2 separate regions of the Danio rerio genome follow, and region 1 is linked to region 2. The links are chromatin contacts, called in public Hi-C maps. All regions are on one chromosome and are shown on one strand. Each heading gives the region's core, a stretch centred on a gene start, on an enhancer-like site or on the middle of the called end of the contact. The rest is flanking DNA. Distances are from core to core; before and after follow the strand shown. Region 1 holds the start of agap3 (ArfGAP with GTPase domain, ankyrin repeat and PH domain 3). Region 2 holds the start of zgc:92591.

Region 1 (2,784 bases), core at 173-2,672, 410 kb after region 2:
GATGTGTTGCATACGCCATCAGCTTTTGTGATGCACTGTAAAACAGTTTGTCTCTAGATCCAGAGTCAATGTCTTTGACAAAATCAATGGGAAAAACTCATTTAACCCAACGGCTGATGAACAAACAGTGGATGGGAGGAAGCTTGGAAAGCATTTTCCAGAAGGGCTTATGATAATGAAACAATCAAACCTGCATTAAGATCTGCTGTGAAAATCCCATCTGACTGGCATGTCGATATTAATGCAAAGAGCTACAGATCTCTGATACACAATTTGATTTGCATCCACAACACACTGATGCATTTTGCAAGCGTGAGCTTATATAAGCATGCCAAACAATCCATGCAGAGGAAAGTGTAATCATCAGCTGTACTTTTTGTGTGCATCATCATCGAAAACAAATATTTGGTTTATTATTGTTTAATTGATGTCATGCAATACATATTAATTTATTATGATTTTTTTTTTTGGAGAAGTTATTATTAACAAGGCTATCAGTAGCCCCTAATTGGTATGATTATGACAACACGCGGGCTGTACACTCATTTACGTCGCCTTGTGTTCATGCACCATCTGCTTTACACTGACAGACAATACAATGTTTCATTGTGGCATCAATTAATCTGGCCTTGCGCTTACCTTCAATAGAGATCACATGCTCGCGAATCTGGTTCTGGAGGGCCAGGTCATCGATGCGCTCGATCAGGTCGTATATTGCATAAATGTTCGGGTGGACGGACTCGAACCGATGGATCTCGGCTCTGATGGCTGCTGAGTTGGACAAAACGAACTGAGAGCCCGGCGGGCCGGACTGCGCTGCAGGGCCCGATACGGTTCCCGAGCCAAACTGACCCGCCCCGGAGCTCCCGGACGATCCGGATCCGAACTGAGGCGGGATTTGCTGAGGAACGGGCACCGGTGCGGGTACCGTGCCCGGGGTGGGCATGGCGGGCTGGGACTGCTGAGAGATCCCGGACACTGACACCGAAACCGGGACGCTCGACTGGTAATTCATCGTTGTGGATTGAGGAACCGCTCACGGGAATAATAGAACTGCCGCGTTTGGAGTGGTTTTGGAGAGCGCGCGACGAATCCGCACAGCACACACTGTAGTTTGATGAGGAATGATAACTACTATATGTGACGCATCAATGGGTTTCCAACAATCCGTGCGCCTTGCTCATAATAGCAAAACTTCAGTCAGCATCATTGTTCCCAGCGACGATCTCGCTCTTTTGCGCGTGTCCTGTCCTTTTTTTGCACACAATGAATGTCTTTCAGATGGACACACCTTTGTTTTTTGGGCGATCTTCTGGACCGAATCTCTCTCTGTTTTGCTTCCCAGCCTGAAGCGAACACAATGAGGCCGGTTATCGCAATGCGCCCGAGTCCATTGACTGACTGAATGCGACGGTTCTACTCTGAAGTCATAAACACGTTTGAATCCTCTTTTGGTCCAAGAAGTCCCTCCCCGGCCCCCACCTCCATCCAAACGATGTGGAAAGTTTGATTCATTTAGCGAATCGGTTCACTTATTGAACCTGTTCAAAGAGTCGAATAGCCGTTTTGTTTGAGTTTTTTCTCAAAAGGGTGCTTATGTTTTTATACATAAATTTACGTTGATATCAGCGATAATTCTGTGAAATTTCGAGCTCAGAACTGATGTAAAGTGCTCACTCATACGTAACTGCACATTTACAATGTAAAAAAAGAATCTGACAGGAAAATAACGAATCTCTAATTGACGTTGCAGTTTATTAAAATTAGCACAGACGTCATAATTTTCTTCAAATATGAAAACAAGCGAAGGAATAAAATCCTGACGTTACCTCAGATAGGCTATATCCTTGTCAATTACAACGTTGTTTTGATTAATTCCTTGCAATACATAAGTTATCATTAGGTTTGCTTATTAAATGTATCATGTAAGACACAAGACACATTTCTGATCCTATCTCACCTAAACAATCATAATCACAATAATAATACAATCACAATCACAATAATAATAATATTATCTTATTATTATCTTATCAGATAATAATGACTGATCAGCTATAATGACTCATTAAAAACTGTTCAGTCTATTATATTGAATGGTGGAAACAATGCTCCCCATTCGGCCGTCTCGATTGCAATATTTGTGAAATATAGTAAAGTAAACACTATTGTTTATTGTGTACAATATTTATTAACCACATATATCAAAATATATCGATGACGATGTTCAAAAAGACGTTAATAACACAACATCCGTCGTAACCATATGGTTTGCCTAGATTGTGTGTCCTAGATTGTGTGTGCCTAAAACGTGTGTGGTTCTGCGGGCCTGCAGCTGGATATTATTGAAACAATCAGCCCTGTGATTTCCAAACACGACTCGCAGTAGAGAATCATTCAAAAGATTCGGTTCGATAGAACGATTCGACCACTACCATGCACTGCGACGTCACACGTCACGTAACGGTGCTAGAAATGGGGGAGTGAGATTCGATTGGATGTTTGGGTGGTGTTGGTATAATAAAGCGATTGATGCTTCGGTATTATGTAACCAGATATTTTGCTTGACGGTTTAATACTTATAATTGCTCAGTCCTTCACCGGCACAGGGCACACTCAACAAAGAGATCTACCGTTTTTGTTTACAGGTTACAGCTTTAGCAATATCAAAAGACCATAATTTACAGTTACTAAAGTACACATTAGACACGTCAGGCTGGACAGATCTATTGTTGGGTTTGCCGCAAAAAGAAATGATGCCCTGTTCACTTTGAATGCAACATC
Region 2 (3,032 bases), core at 123-2,622:
ACTCAGGACACCTTAGCAACCACCTAGCAACACCTTAGCAACCACCTAGCAACCACTCAGAACACCCTAGCAACCGCCTAGCAACACCTTAGCAACCACCTAGCAACCACTCAGGACACCCTAGCAACCACCTAGCAACGCCTTAGCAACCACTCAGAATACCCTAGCAACCACCTAGCAACCACTTAGGACACCTTAGCAACCACCTAGCAACACCTTAGCAACCACTCAGAACACCCTAGCAACCGCCTAGCAACACCTTAGCAACAACCTAGCAACCACTCAGAATACCCTAGCGACCACCTTGCAACACCTTAGTAACCACTTAGCAACTAGTCAGAACACCTTAGCAACTGCCTAGCACCACCTTAGCAACCACCTAGCAACCACTCAAAACACCCTAGCAACCGTCTAGCAACACCCTAGCAACTAGTCAGACCACCTTAGCAACTGCCTTGCACCATCTTAGCAACCACCTAGCAACCACTTAAAACACCCTAGCAACCGCCTAGTAAAATGCTAATTCATGCTAGAATCATGCTAACAACATGCTAATTCATGCTAGAATCATGCTAGTAACATGCTAATTTATGCTAGATTTATGCTAACAACATGCTAATTCATGCTAGAATCATGCTAGTACCATGCTAATTCATGCTAGAATCATGCTAACAACATGCTAATTCATGTAAGAATCATGGTACTAACATGCTAATTCATGCTAGAATTATCCTAGTAGTATGCTAATTCATGCTAGAATCATGCTAGTAACATGCTAATTCAACCACTTCAAACTTTCAGATTCGGCTTTTCAAGCCACCATAAAGTTTGTCCTCAAACTTTAATATCTAGTTTTTATATTGCTCTCTCTCTGTCTCTCTCTACACACGCGCGCACGCACGCGCACACACACACACACACACACACACACACACACACACACACACACACACACACACACACACACACACACACACACACACACACACACACACAGGGGCTGCTTTAATTTAACTTACTTAACAAATTATTTTTTACACAACTAGTCTAATTACGTAAATTGACTAATACTATGATATTATTTCTTGGTCATTTCAAGTTCACAAAATGGAAGACCAAATTATATGTTTTGGTTTTATGACCAAAAGCATGCAGCTCATGTCGTAAAATGTAGGTAGTCTAATACGTTTAACAGTTTCACTTACAAACTGATTTATGTGACACTTAATAGAAAAAAAGCGACTGGAAAACATACTTGATCTCTTGAAGACTGATCCGAATTCCGTCCGCCACGCGAGATTGAGCTCAGACGCTTTCCAATTAGTGTTCACTTCCGTACACGTCATAAATGGCTGATGAAGGCCAGCTGGAGATCTGCCAAACGGCTAACCCGTCAATGAGAGATTAAAATATTGCTTAGTGTTATTAATATATGAATATCCATGATGTCTAATGAAGGAGCAAAAAAGAAGGGCAAAGCGCCAGGGGACAAAAAAGGATCTAAACGGAAGTCAAAGAGAAGGGAAACCTATGCAGTGTATATCTACAAAGTTTTGAAGCAGGTGAGTGATGCGTTTATGAATAAGAAAGTTTAAAGAATTCATATTTATTATGTGAAACTAATAAATTCTAATGTAAATTACGATTAAAACACGTGTATTTAACACCACGTGCGCTTTATTCAAGAATGAATCATTGAGTCGGATCTTTTAAATGAGTCAATTGAACTGATTCTCCAAACGATTTAAATACTCTTTCAGAGGGGTTTAGGAATCATTCCTCGCTCAAATTGGCATTATGAATTGTTTAAACGGACAAGAACTATTTCGATAATGTTAGTACACATAATGTAGCCTACTTAAAAGGTTCTAAACTTATTCTTACCTGAAACAAATGTCTTTACTATAACGTTAAAGCATTACAAAACTTTATTGTAAGTATCAGTGATTTTATATTTTGCTTTTAAATGCTTTAATTGGAATTTGAATTATTGTTTAACCTAATAAGAGTCGGTCACTTTACATTACAGTTTTGAAGTAACTAACCTTTAAACCTACAGTTCTCATTAATAATATTAATAAAATTCATCAGCTTGATCAATCTGAATCTTCTATTGAATAAGAAAATTTCATAAGCCTTGAGGATTTATAAACTAATATGACATTTTCATTTTAAACTATCACTTTTATTAAAACTATTTGAATGTGCTCAGTGTTGTAAAGTATCAAACTAAAAATACCCAAATTACTGTAATTGACTAGTTTTCTCAGTAATGGTAACTTACCAAGTTGTTTTAAAAATGTGTAATTTCCCTTGAGTGCGTTTTTAGTGTGGTATCAGTACTTTTACTCCAATTCTTTCCTTCAACCTGCAGTCACTACTTTATCTTTTCCTGTCTATGAGGATTAGAAAAATCAGTCCTTTGATTCCTGTCCGATCAAATCGCACATAGAAGGTAAATCGTCTCACCCATGTCTTTGAGGTTGTTCATTTTGATTTATAATTGCAGCAAACTGTTTGGAAGCATTAAAAGTGTCCAAAATCTTTACACACATTGACCCAGAGACTGTTTAGATGCGTGTCACTGATGAGAAGATGACGGATGTTTACTGTATGATGACCGAAATGGCCTTAAACATCCAGCAGGCACATTAAGTCAAATTGACATGGTCTCCCAACGTCGTGGGGACATTACTTTTTTATTTGGAAATAAAAATTGGGTTGACATCAGAACCCAGCATCAGGTTGACGTCAATGTCCAACCTCTAAAATCAACCAAACATCAACGTCTAATGATGTTACAGCTTGGCGTTCTGTGGACGTTACCACTATGACGTCTATCAGATGTTGGATTTTGGTTGCCATACCTGATGAATAAATGTCAGTATTTGACGTCAATATGACGCTGGTTAAAGATGTTGGCTTTGTTGTATTTTGGTCACTTTTTAACACAACCCAAAATCAACCAAATATCAACGTCATTTGACGTCGGTTTTGGAAATCAAAATAATGTTGCCTTTAGATGCTGGCTA

Evidence for each region. A called contact is a pair of places that touch in the nucleus more often than the background predicts.
Region 1: a Hi-C map of an unstated tissue shows a contact between it and region 2, with 3 times the contacts expected there. The contact joins the promoter of agap3 here to the promoter of zgc:92591 in region 2. A contact is called at or near these places in 2 of 18 Hi-C or Micro-C datasets (hematopoietic stem cells and an unstated tissue).

What each region holds. Positions count from the first base shown.
Region 1 is chr24:38,661,948-38,664,731 of GRCz12tu, forward strand. agap3 (ArfGAP with GTPase domain, ankyrin repeat and PH domain 3) reads right to left here and starts at 1,423. Exons shown (of 14, transcript XR_012399506.1): 1 at 640-1,423.
Region 2 is chr24:38,251,701-38,254,732 of GRCz12tu, forward strand. zgc:92591 reads left to right here and starts at 1,373. Exons shown (of 2, transcript NM_001002724.2): 1 at 1,373-1,562. The coding sequence starts at 1,446. The region is part of intron 13 of agap3 (ArfGAP with GTPase domain, ankyrin repeat and PH domain 3); the gene reads right to left.